Regions from separate parts of the Zea mays genome. Here region 1 is linked to region 2. The links are chromatin contacts, called in public Hi-C maps. All regions are on one chromosome and are shown on one strand. Each heading gives the region's core, a stretch centred on a gene start, on an enhancer-like site or on the middle of the called end of the contact. The rest is flanking DNA. Distances are from core to core; before and after follow the strand shown. Region 1 overlaps LOC103650275 (ubiquitin carboxyl-terminal hydrolase 8). Region 2 has its middle 46 kb from the start of LOC103650276.

Region 1 (3,174 bases), core at 624-3,123, 580 kb after region 2:
GACAAAATAAATATGCTTCGGCATGATGCAACAACCATATCGACTTAGGTTTTGTTTACACGCGATACGGACACCCGTCCCTATACTGCTTTGAAAATAGGAGAAAGGAGCGAAACGAGAAGAGAAAAGAGAGTAACGCCTGAATTTGGTGAATATCAGAGACGGAAATTTATACCCCCAAATTCAAGGAGTTACACTTCGTCTACAGAGGTGGTGGCCCTGGTGATCCCCTTCTTAGGAGCCATCGTGGGAGCTGTTCGGAGCACGAACGGTGGGTGCCAAAGGTTGGAACATAAATCTGTAATCCAAACACTCAAGAGAGAAAATGCAAATAACACAGTAAGGCGGCGAGATGCTTGAGCAGTATATTGCCAAAGCGTGTCCGGAGTGCTACAGGACCGGGGTATTTATAGGGGTAGACGGGGTTAGGTAAACCAAGTGTCGTAATGCCCCTATCTACTAACTATATTCCCGCCACGCACTGTACATCAAGGTAATTACAGGATAGTGAGTACGGATCCTTAATTACACCAGATTTGGTACCCTCCTGGGTCGCTTATAGGTGAGCCCGCTGAGGGCAGATACTTTACACAGTGGTCGCAAGAGTGTGAGGTCTGACAGGCATCGTTGTAAGTTGTCATCTAGCCCTGCTAAGGCTCCAGGCGTCCGAGGAAAGTCCCTTCGCAAGTGAGCCTGCATGGTTGACTTCGCCGCCATACTCAAAGGTTGTGTTTTCATGCCTTCAGCAACGTTTTTGGGCCTTCGCCTTTCTTTTGCTATAGTTTTAACAGTTCGGAGACCAGATTGAGGGGGTGTTATGTCTTCTCACCAACAATAGACAACATTGTTGATAGAATAAAGTTTAAAATAGAAAATGTGATAAAAAAAACTACTGACACAGCCTAACCAATAGTGCGTACAGTTGTAGCACCTCCATTATTCAAATTGTACTGTCGCGCTCTTGCTCTCTCTCTCTCTACTAGTAGAGACGTTAGGCCGATTCCAGCAAGGATCTGTAAAGCGTTCTCTACGCCAAATTTAGCGGATGCAACCGTGCGCAATGCCTCTAACAAGGTTTGCTAAAGGAGACTGTAAAATTTAGAGCTCGCCAAGAATCCTCTAAACGTAGCGGACGAAGAAGCGTCCTGTATAGCTGACATCTGCATCAATGTCAGTGTGCTTGTGTCCTTCTTATACTAAAAAACGATTACGACTGTACATGATGTGATGGATACATGCTGGCAGACATGTACGATCATGACTATACATAACGTGATGTCATATGAAATTATTTTTTAAGGTGAAACACAATGCAAAATTCGAAGTTTGATAATACTGTAGATATAAAGGACGTTGCTGGAGATGAAAAAAATATAGGGGATGAAATCTTTTAGAGAATGCTGTAAATAATAGAGAATATTTCTTTAAATGATGAAATTTAGAGTACGCTGTTGGAGACCGCCTTAGAAAGAGAGGGTGTGAAACATGCATGCATGAGCTGTTCCAGATGGAGGTCTGTGTTTTCACCGTCGCGCTCCTACTACACTAGAGCAGTACGTACTACAGTACTATACTAGTAGTAGACCGCTGGCTACGGGCCGCTAGATAATGATGACACGAGGCAGCGAGGCCTGGATAGGAACCTGCCACTGCCATCTGCGGATGCCGGCCAGACTCGTCGACGCGACAGGGCACGCGTGCGTCCGTGCGTGACAGCTGCGCAGAGAGAGAGAGAGAGAGAGACGGAGCTAGGTTAGCTTTTTGCCGTCGCTGTGACGGGTCACATCGCCATTGACGTCTCCACTGTACTGCTGCTGCTCCTCGCCGGGGCCGGTCGACTCTGCGGCTCTGCCTGCTTGGTTGGGCCGGCGGACTCCCGGACGACGGTGACACCGACGCAAACGTACAGAGCAGCCTCGCTCCGATCTGTCGTTTCGATCGCTCCGTCTCCTCGCACGCGCCGACTCCTGGACTGCCTCGCGCTTGCGTGGGCCGAGCTCCTGGGCCAGGGAACCACCCCGCGTTCTTTAAACAAGCCATAGCCCACAGGTGAAGTGGGCTGTGGTCGCAGCTGAGGCCCGAACACGAGCAACAGTTCTATATAACAGCCTTAAGAACTTGTTTGAGAACTCCATTTTCTGAAAGGTTTCCTATTTTTCCAAGAAAAAATAAACTAGTTTCTCTTAGAAAAATAGAAATTCCTTAAAAATAGGGTTCCAAAACTAACCCTAACTGTGTTGAGAATCTGGGACGAAATATCTTCCCCACATGCCATTAGCCAAAATTTTACCGCTATCAGTTACAGGTGCTAAAAGGGAACGGAAAAAAAACAAAGGAATTTGCAACGGAAGGAACCGCGACAAATTATCTCCCCCCTCTGAACCACATTGCCGCACAAACTCTTCCCCACCTGTTCTATTTCTCACTTCCGTTGCGGCATTGCCGCACAACTGTCCCCCTAAACCAATGAAACTATACACTGTCCGGGACTTGGGCTCAAAAATTGCCTCCACCGCCTCCTCAGGTTGGAATATCAGAATCTATGTCTGTAACTGTATCTAAGCTATCCTCCTGTATCCGCCGGTAAAAAAGAACATAAGCTGCCGATGTCTTTATACTGTCCTCGGTTATGGGGCCCACATGACGGTCATCGAAATCATACCAACCCTTTTTCCCTTCATGCTGCACGAAACAAAGCACATTGTGTTAAGCGCATATAATGATGCACCTTACAGCCCACCAGCACGAGTGGAACAAGATGGTATTTCTCGCACGAGAAGGCAGTAGATGATCTTGTAAATCGCCAATGATACAGAAAACAGATGGACAAACAAAAGGTTTCCACAGTAGGGGAGGAAGAGAACTCACATAAACATAAGCCGTATAGTGACCACCTCCCAAGCTTCCATAGTGGTTGCTAGTAGCATACAGTCGATAATTGTGAGGAACGTCTTGGCATCTGTGACCAATATACTTCGACAGGTCAAGATCATGAATCGGGAAGTCCACAAATGTCTCCAGCTTGTTTTTGGTATACCGACTGTATGAAAATCTTTTCAGGTGTATAATAAGGATTTCAGGTAATCTCCAGAGGTCTAACTTCTTACTAGCTTGCCGATGCTCTTTACAACCTGGGCAGTACCTGCGAGAAATAGGTATGTGTGTCAGTTTCAC
Region 2 (2,797 bases), core at 163-2,662:
GTTGGCTTGACTTATATGGTAGGAATTATTCCACTTAATTTGAGAAGTTAAGAAACGAACAAGGGCGTGCCACACGCGCGCGCGCCGCCGCCGGCCGGGTCGCGCCGGGCTCGTGGCATGGTGTGGTGTGGCGAGGCAGGCAGGCAGGCGACGAGCAGGCGAGGTGTGGTGTGGTTGTGTTAATTTTTAGCACTCATTAACCGCGGGAGTTTCAACTCCGGGTTAAACCATTCAGTTGCCCGTCCCTTGAACAGCCGCATGCAAGACCCTTCTTCTTCAGCTTCCCTTCCACGAAGGGTTAAGAAGGGGAGAACTCCTGTTGCTTGGCACGAGAGCAGAACCATTTCAGAATCACTGTCCAGCCGCAAGTGTGGGTATTTCCATCTTGTAACTCTGCGCGCACAGAGGAGCGAGAGGTCAGGTGCCTCTGAATCCCTTGCCGTTCGAGACCTTGCATGGGGGATCGACAATTAGGTTTTTGGGGAGCGTCTACGCGACTGCCCGAACATCCGTCGTTGTCTTCATCACTATTAAACATCTTCTTCTTCCTGGCAGAATGACAAGAGAAGTTGGACAAGGATCTGGATCCTCAGAACGCATGGGGGGTATGATCGTTTCATCTCCTTACTGTTTTACGTTCTCCATATTATATATGTTTCATATGTTCATGTCTACTGTTTCGCATGTAACCATGAATTTATTACATTTGTTCTGTCATATCATATCATGACATGTATGATGCCTGTTCATGCTAGTAATATGCCATGTCTGTTTATTTTAATTTTAAAGTCATGTTGTTTATGTTGCTATATATTTATTTTCAATTGTTCCGTTATAATACATGTACCATGTTTATATGCTTATTATATTTATATGATTTATATGATTTATATGTTTTATGTTCTCATGTTCCATATTTTCATGGATATATTTGACATCATGATTTCCATGATTAAAATTATATTTTATATGTCATCATAATAATATTAATTTATGGAATTAAAATAATATGAAAAATGCCTATATCTTTAACAATCTTAGTGTTTAGTCTAAATAGGCGCCAACACATGTTTAAAATACCGCTCCCTTATATAACAAAAAATAATGCGTGCTCTAGTTGTAATGTAATTGTAGAATGCTTGTGTCCAGCCGGATACGGGTTAGAGTCTATGGCCTGGCCCTTTTTCTTGCTTTTTTTCCCAGGAGCAGGATTTCGGGCGCGTGGTCTGCGCGGCAAGACGGCAGGGGACGTTTTTGGCCACGCACCTTTTTTTTTATTTCGTAGGAGGAGGATTTCGGTCTGCGCGGGAGGGCCGTAGCCCGTAGGGCGCGATTTTGGGTGATCTGCGGGGGAGGACTTCGCGCGCGCGAGGCACGGTTTCGGGCGAGAAGAAAGTCGTGCTTTATTGTATAGAAATAGAAGATAGACTACAGACTCGGCCCACTTGTGGCCATTACACGGCCCACTCTAACCCAGATACATGGACGTTGGTCTTTTTCATACGTCGAGATCACCCTTCTGAAGTTCTGAATGCAGTGTCAGCTGCATCTATTTCCTTCACTGTCTTCGACTCAGCCTCCTGTGCATCGCTGCTCACATTCTCCTCCTCATCAGTTGCCACTTGTCTCTAAGCGGGGTACGTGAGAACTTAAGGCCTATTTGGTTTGTGGCTAAACGTGCCACATTTTGACTAAAGTTAGACAAAGTGTGGCAAGTTAGACAGTGAACCAAACATGCCTTTGGCTTTGTTTGGTTATAGAGGGATTGAAGTGGATTGAGATGTATTGAAGGGGATTGAAAAAAAAATTAGTTCATATTACACCTCAATACACCACATACTACCTCAATCCACTCCGATATCGATATGACATTACCCAAACAAGCCCTTAGTCTTCAATGCTCCGGTGTCCTCCAGGCGGCGAGAGCCGCATCCAAACCCGACCAGCCTAGTGTATCTTTACTTGCGCGACCATGGAGCCACCGCATTGGATCATGCGCCGATCATGAATCTGCACAAGCACCTGTAATGCAGTATCGGAACATGGTAATAATTGAACAGCAGTGTGTTGTCGGCCAACAACTGCCTTGAGCTGTGATTGGTGAAAAACCGGGTGAATGCTGGAGGTTTCGGGTAACCGGAGCCGGTAAGCTACTGAACCAATACATTGTAGCATGGTGTATGGCCCGAAGAATTTGTTGGCCAATTTCTGGATGGAGCGATTAGCAACAAAAGATTGAATGTATGACTGAAGCTTATGGTATACTTGATCACCCACATTGAAACTTCGTTCTGATCTATTATGATCAGCCCGACGTTTCATCCATGCTCGAGCCCGCAAGAGATGCTAGCGAACCCGTCGAGAGACTAACTCAGGATCCTAGAGCCACTGTAACACCCTAAAATTCTAAATTGGGTATAGTAAAAATTCGCCCAAAAACGATTCTCCTACAAAAATCAAATGTTAATGTTAGAATTCTGAACATTCAAAACTTAGATCCAAATCTTGAGACTAACAATTTAAGTTGAAACCTGGAACAGTAAATAAATGAAACTCTACTTCCAATTTATCTAATTATGCCCTCGGTAAACTATATAATTAAAGCACTCTCTAAAAAAAATAAGTGAATTAAAATATCTTAGAATAAAGATTATATATTACTTTTCACTAAAATAAATAAGCAATGGATATTTTTAATTTGATCACATGTCCAAAAAAATAATATTTTTCTGAAAAGAATATTGTGTGTGTGTACGCCAAGTTTTGAGCATTTGCCCAAATAAATGAATAATGTACT

The links. Hi-C and Micro-C count contacts between places; a contact is called where the count stands out from the background.
Region 1: a Hi-C map of ear shows a contact between it and region 2, with 2.9 times the contacts expected there. The contact joins two enhancer-like sites. A contact is called at or near these places in 4 of 25 Hi-C or Micro-C datasets (ear, leaf and tassel).

Annotation. Positions count from the first base shown.
Region 1 is chr3:111,296,263-111,299,436 of Zm-B73-REFERENCE-NAM-5.0, forward strand. LOC103650275 (ubiquitin carboxyl-terminal hydrolase 8) reads right to left here. Exons shown (of 13, transcript XM_008675884.4): 12 at 2,869-3,142; 13 at 2,203-2,682. The coding sequence ends at 2,521. Among protein-coding and RNA genes, the nearest start is that of LOC103650275, 9.5 kb to the right of the region's middle. Within about 2 kb of position 1,874, at least 18 of the 20 cell types and tissues checked have an H3K27ac peak or open chromatin away from gene starts, as enhancers often do. A contact at or near this core is called in ear, leaf and tassel, where this site is marked.
Region 2 is chr3:110,716,744-110,719,540 of Zm-B73-REFERENCE-NAM-5.0, forward strand. No RefSeq gene overlaps it. Among protein-coding and RNA genes, the nearest start is that of LOC103650276, 46 kb to the left of the region's middle. Within about 2 kb of position 1,413, at least 15 of the 20 cell types and tissues checked have an H3K27ac peak or open chromatin away from gene starts, as enhancers often do. A contact at or near this core is called in ear, leaf and tassel, where this site is marked.